Linked DNA regions of Mus musculus: region 2 is linked to region 1. The links are chromatin contacts, called in public promoter capture Hi-C maps. All regions are on one chromosome and are shown on one strand. Each heading gives the region's core, a stretch centred on a gene start, on an enhancer-like site or on the middle of the called end of the contact. The rest is flanking DNA. Distances are from core to core; before and after follow the strand shown. Region 1 has its middle 34 kb from the start of Sec24b. Region 2 holds the start of Etnppl (ethanolamine phosphate phospholyase).

The links. Promoter capture Hi-C pulls out the DNA fragments that hold promoters and counts their contacts.
Region 2: a promoter capture Hi-C map of pre-B cells shows a contact between it and region 1. The contact joins the promoter of Etnppl here to the enhancer-like site in region 1. A contact is called at or near these places in 17 of 39 promoter capture datasets (the 3T3-L1 cell line, Sertoli cells, cranial neural crest and 10 more), 1 of 15 datasets of contacts at CTCF or cohesin (large pre-B cells), 1 of 484 Hi-C or Micro-C datasets (bone marrow-derived macrophages), 1 of 115 datasets of contacts at active chromatin or transcription factors (embryonic basal ganglia) and 5 of 9 other capture datasets (adipose tissue, embryonic stem cells, liver and 2 more).

The regions. Positions count from the first base shown.
Region 1 is chr3:130,090,913-130,098,501 of GRCm38.p6, reverse strand. No RefSeq gene overlaps it. Among named protein-coding and RNA genes, the nearest start is that of Sec24b, 34 kb to the right of the region's middle. Within about 2 kb of position 3,606, at least 1 of the 459 cell types and tissues checked has an H3K27ac peak or open chromatin away from gene starts, as enhancers often do. A contact at or near this core is called in pre-B cells, where this site is marked.
Region 2 is chr3:130,614,089-130,621,677 of GRCm38.p6, reverse strand. It overlaps Etnppl (ethanolamine phosphate phospholyase), which reads right to left and starts at 4,103. Exons shown (of 13, transcript NM_027907.3): 1 at 3,930-4,103; 2 at 1,250-1,368; 3 at 886-1,045. The coding sequence starts at 3,985.

The sequences.
Region 1 (7,589 bases), core at 2,357-4,856:
AGGATATGGAAAAAGATGGACACTCCTCAATTGTTGGTAGGATTGCAAGCTTGTACAACCACTCTGGAAATCAGTCTGGTGGGTCCTCACAAAATTGAACATAGTTCTACCAGAGGATCCTGCAATACCTCTCCTGGGCATATACCCAGAAGATACCCCAATTGGTAATAAGAACACATGCTCCACTATGTTCATAGCAGCCTTAATTATAATATCCAGAAGCTGGGAAGAACCCAGATGTCCCTCAACAGAGGAATGGATACAGAAAATGTGGTACATTTACACAATGGAGTACTACTCAGTTATTAAAAACAATGAATTTATGAAATTCTTGGGCAAATGGGTAGATCTGGAGGACATCATCCTGAGTGAGGTAACCCAATCACAAAAGAACTCACTTTATATGCACTCACTGATAAGTGGATATTAGCCCAGAAACTTAGAATACCCAAGATACAAAACACAAGAAAATCAAGAAGGAAGACCAATATGTGGATACTTCATTCCTCCTTAGAATAGGGAACAAAATACCCATGGAAGGAGTTACAGAGACAAAGTTTGGAGCTGAGACGAAAGGATGGACCATCCAGAGACTGCCCCACCTGATGATCCATCCCATAATCAGCCACCAAACCCAGGCATATGCCAGCAAGATTTTGCTGAAAGGACCCTGATATAGCTGTCTCATGTGAGACTATGCCAGTGCATGGCAAATACAGAAGTGGATGCTCACAGTCATCTATTGGATGAAACACAGGGCCCCCAATGGAGGAACTAGAGAAAGTACCCAAGGAGCTGAAGGGGTCTGCAACCCTATAGGTGGAACAACAATATGAACTAACCAGTACTCCCAGAGCTCATGTCTCTAGCTGTATGTAGAAGAAGATGGCCTAGTGGGCCATTATTGGAAAGAGAAGCCCCTTGGTCTTGCAAACTTTATATGCCCCAGTACAGGGGAACGCCAGGGCCGAGAAGTGGGAGTGTTTGGGCAGAGGAGCAGGGTGGGGGGAGGGTATAGGGGACTTTCGGGATAGCATTTGAAATATAACTGAAGAAAATATCTAATAAAAAATTGGGGGAAAAACGTAAAAAGAATTTTAAAACACTCAAGTATAGCAGTACTTTTTAATGCATGCTCTAAGTGCGGAAAAATTCAACATCATTTCGTGTTGCGCATTTTTCATGAAAATACTAGCCACCCTTTACTTACTCATGAGAAATTTTAGTTTTATTTATGGTTCATCCAGCCCTAATGGACTATTTGGATTAGCAAGATGCAGAATTACAGGTAAATATGAGAACGCATAGGTTTGTTTACCTTGTGGGTTGTTTTTTTTTTTTTTAATAAAGGAGTCTTTAACTCCAACAGAGCTTCTGTTACCATAACCAAATGACTGAAGTCACAATTTAACTGCAAACCAGAAGGGTATAAATAGTAGACTGGACATATAATACCCTTCTTTCTTCGTCCTTGCTTCTGGAAGGTGTGTCTTTCCTCACGATGAGTCATTGCCTCGGACCCTGCAACTCCGTCCCATAAGGCCCTACTTGTGGCTTCATGCTCACAGGGACAAGGGGTGCTGCCCATAGTGTGACTCCCATGGCTGCCTAAAACGGATGGCAGTGTTTAGGGAGGAACATTCCCTGTTGCTTCCCTTCACCTGACTGATCACACACACACACACACACACACCGTGAAGATGGACATAACCATCGCGGTCTCGCTGTCGCTGCGCCTTCTCCAGCCTATGTCTTGCGTGTTCTTTTTTCATCGTCAGCATCATATAGCTCTTGTGAACAGCCCCCCAGAGCACAGGCTGCTTGGGAGCTACTCCAGCCCTGCAGTCGTGGCAGTGAGGCTTAGATCTTTGAGTCGTGATCAAAAGCTTCCATTTTCTTTCAAGACAGAATGTTGCCTAATTGTTAAAGTAATTGCTTTTTTTTTTAAGAGAAAATTTGGGAGGCAAGGTCTCATTCTATAGCCCAAGTTAATCTGGAACTTGCTAGATAGCCCGGGCTGACCTTGAACTCATGATGGTTCTCATATCACAGCCTCTAGATTGCTGGGAATGCGGGATTGAACCATCATGTCCATCAATAATAGTTATCTTCATTTTAAAAAATTATCAAAATCTAGCATTTCCTAAAGTCTGTTTATATCATTTGCTTAACTTTTTGCATCCTCTAAGTTTTTATCTTTGTATATTCCTTTTGCTTGTTGTCTTAGTTAGGGTTTTACTGCTATGAACAGACACCGTGACTAAGGCAACTCGTATAAGAACAACATTTAATTGGGGCTGGCTTACAGGTTCAGAGGTTCAATCCATTATCATCAAGTGGGAAACATGGCAGCATCCAGGCAGGCATGGTGCAGGAGGAGCTGAGAGTTCTACAGCTTCATCTGAAGGTTGCTAGTGGAAGACTGATTTCCAGGCAGCTAGGATGAGGGTCTTAAAACCCATGCCCATAGTGACACACCTACTCCAACAGGGCCACACCTACTCCAACAAGGCCACACCTAAAAATACTGCCACTCTATGGGCTAGGCATACTCAAATCACTGCAGTTGTTTTTCTAAAAAAAAATAAACATTACTATTGAGTTAGCTTCTCAATTAAGATATTTTGCCATATGAACAAAAGTTGCAAGTGACAGCTTATACAAAATTATATAGAAGTGACTAGCCTTTTCTTCCTTGTCATCCCACTAACAAACTAACAGTTTGCAACCCCATAGGAAGGACAACAATATCAACCAACCAGACCCCCAAGATTTCCCAGGGACTAAACCACCATCCGAAGAGTACACATGGAGGAACTCATGGCTCCAGCCACATATGTAGTAGAGGATGGCCTTGCTGGGCATCAGTGGAAAGAGAGGCACTTGGCTCTGTGAAGGCTGGGTGCCCCAGTGTAGGGGAATGCCAGGACAGGGATGTGAGAGTGGATGAGTGGGTGGGAACATTCTCATAGAAGCAGAGAGGGGGTAGAATGGGGGTCCCCAAGGGGAAACCGTGAAAGGGGATAACATTTGAAATGTAAATTAAAAAAATATATCCAATAAAAAAGAGGAAAAAGTCATGGAAGTGAATTTGCAGATAGATTTCTCTCAGTCTGTGCCTGTATTTGGCTAATTCGGGGTACAGCAGTGACACCTAGTGGAAATTTGACACCTGGCCTGGTTAGGCTTCGATTTAATTTGACTTAGGGTTTTGTTGGTTTGGTTTGGTTTGGTTTGGTTTGGTTTGGTTTGGTTTGGTTTGGTTTGGCTGATAAAAAGTCTCTGTGAAGCTCAGGTTAGCACAGAACTCACTTAGTTCAAGTTGGCTTCAAACGCTGGATCCCTCTGCCTTACCTTCTGGAGTCCTGTGACTACAAGTATGGGCCACCACACCCAGCTAAATCGCGTAAAGAAATGAAATGTGGGTGGACCTTGTTGACTGACCTGACGCTTAACGTTTGTCTCCTAAGTAAATGAATGAATGTATAGAGTTCACAGAACAGAAAGAATGAGGGGCTGTCGAGATGGCTCGGTGGGTAAAGGTGCCTGTCCCCAGGCCTAACCCCTTGAGTCTAGTCTCCAGAACCCACACAATAGAACAAGAGAACCTATACCTACAAGTTGTCCTCTGACCTCCCCAGGCACACTTTGGCATGGGTGTGCACAGACACACGTAAATATATTGTTTTAATTAACAATAGCAAAAAAAAAATGCTTGGTATCACAATTATTGATTAATGAAAAGAGTCGAGCGTTTTTTTTTAAGAGTGTTGAGACACGGGGGCAGCCTGTGCTTCAAATTTAGTTCCTATTGTTTCCTGTGATAAGAGTTTATAACAGAAACAGAGTGAAGACTTGAATCACCAGAGATGAAAATTCTCAGAGAAAGCCATTATTATTCCTCCTCCTGTTCCCGAGCACCTATGAAAGGTTCCTAGCGGGACTGATAACAATTGTTGAGATAAAGCACCATGGAGAAAATAAGATGGCCTCCCAGGGGGTTATATGCAAATGTGGTAGGCAAAGAGGAAATTAAAAAGCTATGCTAATCGCAATGTTCTCATCTCCCGTTTGCTGCAGTGACACTGGGTTTGCCAGATGTTTGATTAAAACCAGCCTGGGAACAAGGACTTTATATCTTAGGGGAGAGACAAATAGGTGCTGTGTAGGGCCAGCTTGTTGTTGTCTAAATAGTCTTGTAATTGTTCCTCCCAAACTAATTTAAAATTGCTGACTCAACATAGGACTGTCTCCTCTGCTTGACTGGAGTAGAAAAACTGACAGTGTGAAAAGACGCCACTGTGTAGAAATGGCTCCACACTTCAAGGACTCATGCATGTTATTTCTAGATGCAAATCCACTACAGACATCAAGACTTAAGATGGTGTGGGAAATAAACATAAGAAGCTGTCTTCAGGGCTGGAGAGATGGTTCAGCAGTTAAGGGCACTGACTACTCTTCCCAAGGTTCTGAGTTCAATTCTCAGCCACCACATGGTGGCTCACAACCATCTGTAATGGGATCCGATGCCCTCTTCTGGTGTGTCTGAAGACAGCTATGGTGTACTTGTAATGCATAACATTAATAAATCTCAAAAAAAAAAAGAGAAGCTGTCTTCATTTATTTTCCAGTTGATGTGATAAAATACCATGGCCCATCCGAAAAGGCAACTTCTTGGAGATAGGGCTTATTCCCATTGACAGTTTCAGAGAGATACAGCCTATCCTAGTGAGATGACACAGGCTCAGGAGCAAGACTCGATGGTCATATCACATCTGCACCCAGAGTGCAAACACTAAATAGGTATGGAAGTTTACTATTTTATAAGCTTTCCAAAAGTTGCATTAAAAAACAAAAACAAAGCAAAAACAAAAACAGCTGACATCGAGTTACTCTGCATGGCAAGGATAATACCCTACCTGTGGTGGTTTGTACATGCTTGGCCCAGGGAGTGACACTATTAGGAGGTGTGTCCCTGTTGGAATAGGTGAGGCCCTGTTGGAGTAGGTGTGTCACTATGGGCATGGGCTTTAATACCCTCATCCTAGCTGCCTGGAAGCCAGTATTCTGCTAGCAGCCTTCAGATGAAGATGTAGAACTCTTAGCTCCTCCTACACTATGCCTACCTGGATGCTGCCATGTTCCTGCCTTGATGATAATGAACTGAACCTCTGAACCTGTAAGCCAGCCCCAATTAAACGTTTGTTCTTTTAAGAGTTGCCTTGGTCATGGTGTCTGTTCACAGCAGTAAAACCCTAACTAAGACCTCACAAAAGCCATTTAGGGCAAAAAGCCTGGGGTGGGATACTTTTCTTCAAGCTGTCAGTCAAGTAAGGTCCCAGAGACTGTCACCACCACCACCCCCCCCCAAAAAATACAAGCTTTGGCATTGCTCTTTGTTGTCCACCAGAACTTGGTGGTACGACCCTATTGCTGATATGACACACTTAATTGCAGGACATGCAGCCTGTGACCTTTCTGGGGCTAACTTTCATAGTGCCAAAAGAGGTTCTGCAGGCTGCTGAGGGAGAAACATAATCAACAGTGTTACACTATGAACCCTGTGAGCTACAATAGCAACAGACCTGGAAGCAGTCTATGCCCAGTGGAGAAATAGCAGAATGCTAATGGAGATAACCAACCACTTTTTATTGGATTTAAGGCCTGCTCCATTGAAGGGAAGCCATACCTGGTACTACAGACCTGACCAAGAACCAGGGTTATGGAGGCCACAGGTCCTAAGGAAGAGCCTATTTCTATTACCTCACTGAATAGACATATTGTCAAACAACCCCTGTCTTCATACCCACAGATCAATGCAGCTCTCAGCCGAGAGGCTTCTGTTTGCAATGGAGAGCAGTTAATACAGAGACTCACAAATGCTCAAGTAGCAAAAACATAAATGGCTCATCTTAGCCCTAATGCCACAGCTATACCACACTCTCTTCCTGCAAGCTTCTCAGAACAATGCAGAAGGAAGAACAATGGAAAATCTGTAAGAGCCAGAGGTCAGGGAGGATTGCCGTGTAACTGTGTCTCCTGAACGTAATAGACACGGGGCATGCACGGACTCACAGTAGCCTCTGTCATTACCTGCCCAAGACCTGTACAAGTCCATGGCAAACAACATTCCAGCCCTGAAGGAGGAGCTGAAGAGGCCCCGCCCCTAACTGCGGAACTATCAATAAAAGCTGCTGCAGGAGAATTATTACCCTGGACGTGTGACCCCTGGTAGGTTTTCTGTGTTCCAGTGGATCATCCCAAATCCATGCATTTACAGGCACCACTAGGTAGATTCTGTGGATTATATTCAGGAGGAGGTGGTAGAGGAGGAAGGAGAGGAGACAGAGGGGTCATGGGGTTGGTAGACATGGGGAGAAGGCTCCTGGAGCAACAGAAGTGGGTACTAGGGAGAGGTTAATATGCTCAAAATACATTGTATGCATGTATGACATTCTCAAAGAATAAATTTTAAATATTACATTAAAATCAACCTCAAAGCCCTCCCCAATGACTTATCCCAGCCAGGATCCCCCTCACAAAGGCTCTATGACCTTCCCAGACTTCACCCCCAGTGGGGGCCAAGTGTTGAAACATACGAGCCTATGGGAGACAATTCACATTCGAACTACAACAGAGGTTGCTTGTAAAAGATTTGAAGTAATGGGAGAGGTCTAGTAGGGCCTAATCATGTAATCCCTTATTTAATCAGACACATTGATTGATCAGTGAAACACTGGTCTGGACTACATAACAGATCAGCAAGCTGCAGCTGGTTGGCCCCGTTTGGTATAATCGGTGAGCTAGGGTAAACTTATAAAGTTGTAAGACAAAGAAAAAGAGAAAACGGGTTAAAATATATATATATGACAGATTTGTCAATGGCCAAACCTAAAATTCCAACTAGTCTTTGATAGGAGGTGTTTGCTACACCCGCTCTGGGAAAAGATCCAACAGTCATTGAAGTCACAGCCTAGAAAAGCAACTCAAGCAAGAAGAGGAAGAATGACAGCAGTTCCTACACTCTGACCACATAATGACAGCCTGCAACTGGGTTACATGACATGACATTGTCTCATTTAATGTCCACAATAAAAAAAAAAAAAAAATCTCACGAGACAGTTGTTGTCAGCAGATAGCTGACATCTGAAGAAGTTAGCTGCCCAGATCATCCAAATAATCAGATCTGTGATGAAGATGCAGGTGCTCTGCCCACTGCATCCAGGCACGAGCCTGAGAATGTGAAAGGCAGAGAGAGGGAGGTGTCCTGAGACATGTAAAAGCACAACCTGCCGGGCATGGTGGTGCACACCGTTAATCCCAGCACTTGGGAGACACAGGCAGGTGGGTCTTCGTGAGTTCGAGGCCAGCCTGGTCTAAAAAGCAAGTCCAGGACAGCCAGGGCTATTACACAGTAAAACCCAAGTACAACGTGCTAAGGGAAAATAGGGGCTTCTTAGGGACATTTAGGGAAGACCCTTGGAGCAAACTGGGCACTAGGGATAGTCTGAACGGTTGATCCTAAAGAGTACAGCGGCCAAGCTTGGGTCAGCCTCAAAAAAGAACCTTCAAGCACACTGTGGGAACAA
Region 2 (7,589 bases), core at 2,854-5,353, 520 kb before region 1:
GGATTTAGACAAGACACCTGTAATGACTTTGATACTTTTTTTTTTTTTTGCAGTGGGTATGCAGCATCACATACATTCTCTAAGGACAGTGATGTTTGGAATTCATCTCTCTTTGGTAGTCTAGAATTCTCTAGAAATGATAGCTAGATATTATATTTCATTTCTAAAAGGTGAGAATGATTTGTAACCAAGCAGGGGTCCCTCAAATGCCTCCCCAGTTCATTACAAAACAAAGCAATCAATGATGCTCTCCCTAAAAAATACCCTTTGGAAAAGAGAGTCACAGAAAATCCTAACAATCAGACATTATAGCTTTCTAAATATCAAATCCCAAACGCTGTATCACTTTAAAAATAGCAAAGCTGCATACAGCGTCCCCCAAACATACACTTTCAGCTTCACACCTTCCTGGGCTTGCATTTGCAAATCACACCTTTTGATATCTCTATCGTTGCCCACAGAATGGATACATTACCATTTGTGCTTACAGAACTTAAAAGTTGGAATGTATCTTCGCTTGGATTTTCTTGTGTTTGCACTGGTAAAATATGCTCAGTTTTTGTAGGAAAGCAAGTCAGTGAGAAAAAAAAAAGCTTACGAAATTACAGCTTCTTTTGTAGGGTCACTTATTTGCTGAAATCTGCATTTAATGACTATGTGGGCTGCCTGCTTTCATTACCCATTTTACTGTGTGACAAGATGACGTCACTGGATCCCATTAGGCTCAGAGTCATGAAATAAAGTAAAAGATTCAGAAAGGTCCACTCCTAATGAGGGTCACTCAGTGAGTGGCAAGAATCTCCTTACGTCTTTCTTGGTTCATCAAATGGAAAAGGTGCACCGATGAGAAGGGGGCCGCAGGGATGCAAGAAACCAGACACATACCCGGAGTTTGTGAAGTAGCAAACGGAGAGCTCCTGAGGCAGGGTGGCAGTAAGGCGCTTGGCAAACTCAATGATGTTGTCGTGGAGGAAGCGAGAATTTGTATTTAGTAATTCCATCTGTTTCGCGGCAGCTTTGACCACTTCTGGGTGACAGTGTCCCACTAAAATGTAGGAGGTAAAGAAGTGACAATTCTAAGAGCTTTGGAGGAGAGGGAAATTCTGAAGGGAAAGAAAAGAATTTGGGCTCCTTGCTCCTTGTTTTACTGAAGCTTTCCCCTTTTAGCGCAACTCAGCAGAGGAAAGGGACATTCGTCATGAAATTTCCGAGGTGAGCCGGGCTCCGCGGTAATTTCCTCGATGCTTACCATGCGCCACGTTGTTGATGCAGTCTAAGTACCGTTCGCCTTTCTCATCAAACATGTACTGCCCCTGGGCTCGCATTATTTTGATGGGATCCGCGGCAAAGAAAATTTTGCACGAGGGCCTAGAAATAGGCAAAGGAAACCCTTTTAGTTTGGTCAGACAACTCAGTATTTTTCCTTCTCAGTGGAGGTCAACTGTCTGTGGAAAATTACGGTTACATAAGGAAAAGGGAAAACATGGGCCATGTGACTACATTATTTTTTCATTTTATATTAGCTTGGAATCTTTCATCCTAATCCACTGTGGATGTCATTGGTCACATGTCTACGTCAGTGTCTCATGAATCTGCTTACTTAAAACTCACTTTTCCTTTGGGAAATTTTATTCTACTGGAATAAAAATGAACACCCCCACATAGGCATTCTGTTATGTCAGCAGCTGCTATATAGCTTAATAAATATTTTCTCATGTAATACCTATAACCATTTCCCCCTTCTCTCTCTCTTTTCAAATTACTTGATAAGAAAATTAATAGATAACTATAAATAACTTAAAGTATTCCAAAGGGGATTTTCATGTATTTTGAATATCTCTTGTCCTGTATCAATTATATGGTTTCCCATCTTAAATATTTAAATTAATTTGTTCTGGAATGCTACTGTGAGCAAAATAAGTTCCTGTTATTTCTGTGAACATATACAGCATAAAAATTAGCAACACACAAATATTACTGAGGTTTCTAATCTTGACTCAACAAGCTTTGAAGACCTAAAACTAAAACTATATGAACTTTTGTTTATTTGGCTTTTTGTGTTTTTTTCAAGACTGGCTTTCTGTGTAGCTCTGACTGTCCTGGAATTCGCTCTGTGGACCACGCTGGCTTTGAACTTACAGAGATCCGCCTGCCTCTGCCTCAAGTACTGGGATTAAAAGATTAAAGGCATATACCACCACTGCGTGGCTATATTTTTTATTTTGGTGTGTTTGCCTACTAAAGAATTCTGTATACATTCAAGAGCGGTGACCTGTGGGTCAGGACCCCTTTGGGTGTCACCTTTCACAGAGGTTGCATATCAGATATTTACATCAAAATTCATGACAACAAAATTACAATTATGAAGTAGCTGTAAAATAATTTTATGCCTGGGGATCACCACAACATAAAGAACTATATTAAAAGGTTTGGCCTGAGGAAATTGAGAGCCAATGATCTATAGGGTTTGTGGAGATTTTGTAATATCTAGTGATTAAGGTGTTTACTGTTTAGAAAATGTTTTGATTATTGGGAGTAGTGGGTAACCTCAAATTTTAAAGTGGCACAGGGCTGTGGTATAGGTTGATGTAGTTTTATGTGTAGAATTGAGGATTGAATCCCATGACTTGTTAGACAAGCAGTCTGCCAGAGAGCTATACCCCATTTCCTAGCTTATATAGTTTTTAGAGCATCAACTAACATTAAAAAAAGAATATATATGAGACCATCTTGTTGGCTGAACCTCAACTGTTAGTTTGTAGTTAGCTATAAGTTAGGAGCCACACAGAAAGCTCAGAGTCTGACTGACAGACTACAGAGCTCTCCTTGCCCTTTAGGCATACTGTGGCCATCAGACTTTCTGTAAAATTCTAGCTTACCCTGCCCCACACTCCATACTACATTTCCTTCCACAAACTTTGCCATTTTCTCTCAGAAATTATGTTTCTGAAGGAATCTAGTTAGAAAAGGCTGCAATCAGTGAATGAAGGAGGAATTTGGGTTATTGTGAGAGAGGTGTTGGTCCTCTCAACATCCTAGAGCCTTCCTGGTGGAAGTGGGGTACCTGACCAGCCTTTCTCCCAGAATACACTGCTTCTTCCCCTTATGCCTTGGTCTGTATGTCCTTTTGCTACAGCAGGCAGAGCCACTCTGTGGACCTTGGTCAGTACATTCCTTAGCAGCAGCAGGTATATACACACACTGTAGACAGCTGTTCCTACAGGATTAGGGCACAGTCATCTTTCGTACGATGTTTGTTTTGTCTTAAAAAAAAAAAAACAACCCAGGCACAAAATATTAACTCATTTGCTCCTAGGATGTTGTTAATATGATTTGGCAGGCGTGACATAGGTAACAAGATACCTTACTAGAAGCAGAGTTCAGGCCAGTCTTTTATACACACTGTTATACTAAGAATGCATAGACACAGATGAAACAAAAGCCAGGAGAACTAAGTCATCATGAGGACACAGCTTGGGAGACCAGGAAGCTGTAAAGTGCTCCCCCCTTTAAAAAAAAAAAAAAAATATATATATATATATATATATATGTGATTTAAGTTTTTCCATTAGCTGTTGAAACCCTCTGCAGCCTCACTTTTGCCCGGGGGAAAAAGTTCACTTTAACAACTTTAAACAAAAGTTGTCAGAATGAGTTTCTTTGGGGAGGCATCAATCACATGATGTCTGAGTTCCGCTGTAGAGTTGATGGGCGTGGGGGAAAGCTCCCCATCTTGCTCCCGGTGCTCATTTCCCTTGGCTGGATACCCTCTTATAGGACTCTGAGAGCCATCTCCTCCAACCACATGCTGCTCTGTTTCGGAGGGAGAGCTCATAGGTCCCTATAGGCAGCTGCTTCCAGCCCGGTGGGTGTGGGTGTGGCTACTCCATCTCTCCCACCGCCCCTTTCTGCCAGCAGTTTGCACTTACCCGATGTGCCTCTCCCTCAGCGCCAGGGTGTCCTGCTTGCTATAGAGCTCGCACATGACCGCTGCACCCTTCAAGTCAATGAATGTTCCTCCCTCTGTAACCTGGGACGCTGCAAAGGATTTTTTTTCTCCCCTCCTGTGCCTCCTGCCCTGGGTATCGGAGGTCACTAGTGGCATTAACCACCTAGGGTCATTCCCCTTTTAAGTGTTGCCTGCCCTTGCCCTTTGCCAAGTCCCTCCCTCCTGCTCCCCTCCTCCACCTGGTGCCTGCTTACCAAGTCAGCAGCCAGGCCACCTCCGCCCCCAGTCTGACTGGCTCCTGTCCCTTCTGCAGATGTCCCCTGCCCCTCCCCATCTTGTAATTGCATTTAACTCACCTTTTGATTTCTTAACTCTGTCTTGGTTCTGCCTTGCTTCCTCCTCCCCATAAATTCCTTCCTTCCCACTTTCTCCTTTCTTTTTGCTGCATTTCTGTAACGTCTTGTAAATCAAACCTGCCATTTACTGCATTGCACACAAGCAAAAAGCCACATCCTCCCATGTCACAGGATTGGGATTCAACCTGTGTCTCAGATGGGGAGTGGTAGATTCGGTATTCCAAACATTTAATAGTCCCAGGTAGACACCTCTAATCTCTAAAGCAAGCTGAGAAAGGAGGAAGCCAGGCTATTACATATCCCACAGTCCCTAACTTCCAGTAGCAAACATTGAACTCTGAGTGTGTGTGTGTGTGTGTGTGTGTGTGTGTGTGTGTGTGCATGTGTGTATGTGTGTGTGTGGTGTGCACGTGTTTAAACCTACTGTAGGATGGCTTTCTCTTAGAATTTGAAGTTAAATACAGAGATGGCTTCAACGTTATTTAATGATAACTACTGAGTTATAAGAACTGAGAGGCGTTAGGGAAAGAACCGGCTTCATCAAGGTCACACAGCCACTTAGCCAGAGTCTATGCTTTCAGTTCAATCTGTGTTTTGGGAGGTCAGCAGAGAAAGCCTGGTTTGTTTGTATCGATCCACTTAATACATATTTGGATAAAAATATTAATTTATGTTAAGGTGCTTCTAGGACTTTTCATTTTCTAAGCTATGTGGAAAAAATGAAATGATGTCCTACGTCACAAAGGACGGGCAAAGAACACCGGAGTGTTGGATGAAACCCCTCCTGGAATCTGGCCTCGTTCTGAACTATGTTGCCAACTGTGGGCATAGCCTGACTCCCCTCAGGCTGGGAGAAATCACGAATGGTGGCACTCTTTCCATGTTCCTTGATAGTCTCCACACCTTACAGCATGTTCTTTACATAATCGCCGGGAGCTTTGGGTTCTAGGTCCAGTTCATCCCTAAGCTGGGCTTCTTCCTACTTAGAGATCATATTTCTTGGTATTAAAAACATCTCTCTGGGCTTTAAAGAAATGCAAAAATATCTTAAATGAAGTCATAACTAGGTGCCTGGGAAGGAGAGTCCCAAACTCCTTCCTTTTCAGTTACTCTGCATTCTTTCTCAGAGATCCAACGATTCTCTTGGGTTTTAGTGTCAGCAATGCACCAAGTTCACATCTCCCTGCCTGCCCTTCCAACCTTTCCTCTCAGTCCCAGGCTCATCCACTTTCTTGACGTCTTCGTTTAGATGTTTCCTAGACACCTGGGTCTTAGCTGGCTCATGGTGAAAGCTCTGATTCACCTCCCCCCAGGCTTATTTTGACCCCCAAACCATTGCTTTAGAACCTCTCCCTTTACCAGGCATTTATCGGCTCATCCACTGTGTAGCAGGTGCTCACCCTCTACTAGGAATGATGTCCTGGAGATAAGACAGTGAACCAGATGGACTAGCCCCACCCTCTCATGCGTCATGACTCCCAGCAGGTCCCCTATCCCCAGAGGCAATCTCCCTCCCGGGAATTCACGGGTTCTGGCCCTGCTCTAGGCAGGGGACTGGTATGAGTCACCAGTGGTTATGGATCGCTATGTGGTCAGTCTGAGCTGAGGTTTGCTGCCAGCGTACACTTCACATTTAAATTCTCCTACTTTTTCCTTTTTAATGTGACTATTAGCATATTTAAATTTATAAATATAAGCGTGACTTGCTTTTCTATTAACCAACACTAGTGTGGTGGAGCGATAGAGTGATAAATAAATTTAACAACGTAATAGCTTAAATTGCTTCAATTATGATACATGCCCCAAAGGAAATAGACCAAAAAAAGGTGTTAAGAGTACTAGAAAAGTATGTGAGTTTCTCCCTCAGTCCCATTCTTATATCAAATTACTTTCAAGCCTCATTAACTCCTTTTCAAAACACTCACCTGCTGCCACCCTGCAAAGGCTGTCTGTGTGTCTGTCTGTGCTTCCGTTTCTTTGTCTGCACCACGCTGGTGATGCCGCCTGTCTTACATGCCCAGCGACTGCTAGTTTGCTTCTGTAGGCTGCTCTTGGAATTTTTTATGCTGGTTTTGCTTCTCCGGGTTAACTGTTTCAGGTGTCAGTTTAAATGTCCCAGACAGCCTCAGTTGATTATCAAAGCCCACACTCAACTAATTAAGAAACAAAACCAAGGAACCCCTTTCCTCTTTCCCTAAGGTAACCCAGTCTCTTTCCTCTTGATGGGTGTTGTTTACTGGTACACCCCACTAGTATGACACTCATAATACAAAAGGCTTTGATAACTCTGTATTGACTGACTGAATAAATAAAATGGACATACATTTCAATACTTACAAAAGTTATTATGAGCCTCTATTTACATATAGACCAATTCTTGATATTTAGATTTATTATCTTTTACGAAGGGAGCAACTGTTGTTGCTTAAACAGGCCATTTCTTGGTTGTGTAACTTATTTCACAATGTGGAATATATAATATTAACTAAGTGCAAAGGCCAGTCTTTAAATCAAGAGCTATTACAGAAGGGCATTAAAATCAGAGTGGATAAAAGACAGCAGACTTTACAAACATTTACCAAAAAGAGATCTCATTTTGGTGCCTATTTTCCACTGTGTTTGTCAGAAATGTATGTGGTTCTGTTCTTTCTTTCTAGAGGTTGGTGTTCACCTTATTTGGGTCCTGACTGTGTTGATTGACTCTTTGAGTGAGTCCTGACCGGCAGGTCACAAGTTTCTCAATAGTCTAGGCCTGGCAAAAATCAATGGATCATGTGCATGCCTGACAAGGAGGGATAGTCCACACACGCCAGAGACAATCGAAATTCCACTCAGTAATCTAGTGACTCGTTTACATCTCCTTGGTAAAAATATGCAAAGGTGGGTGAACTGCGTGTGCGGAGCAGAGCAACAGATTCTCCGCCGCCGTGTGACAGGAGCCTCACAGTGGCGTGTGAGCACCCAGCGACTTCCTGCCCACTCGTTTCCCTTCACCTGCCTGGCTCTAACCTCCCTCGCACCTGCCTGGCCCTAACATCCCTCGCTTACACAAGGATGTGGCCTTTTGAAAACTGTCCATCATCTTTAACAAACGCTGGGTGTGGCACTTTTCTGTCACGACACGCTTATTCAGAGGGTCTTTATTGTCCTAGTAGCGCATTGCGATATGTGGGTCACACGTCCAAGCTTTACACGGCATGTACCTGGAGGTCACCTTGTGACTACACCACATATACATTCCTGATAGATCAGAGCTGAGCGTCCCACCCCTGGGAGCCGCTCCA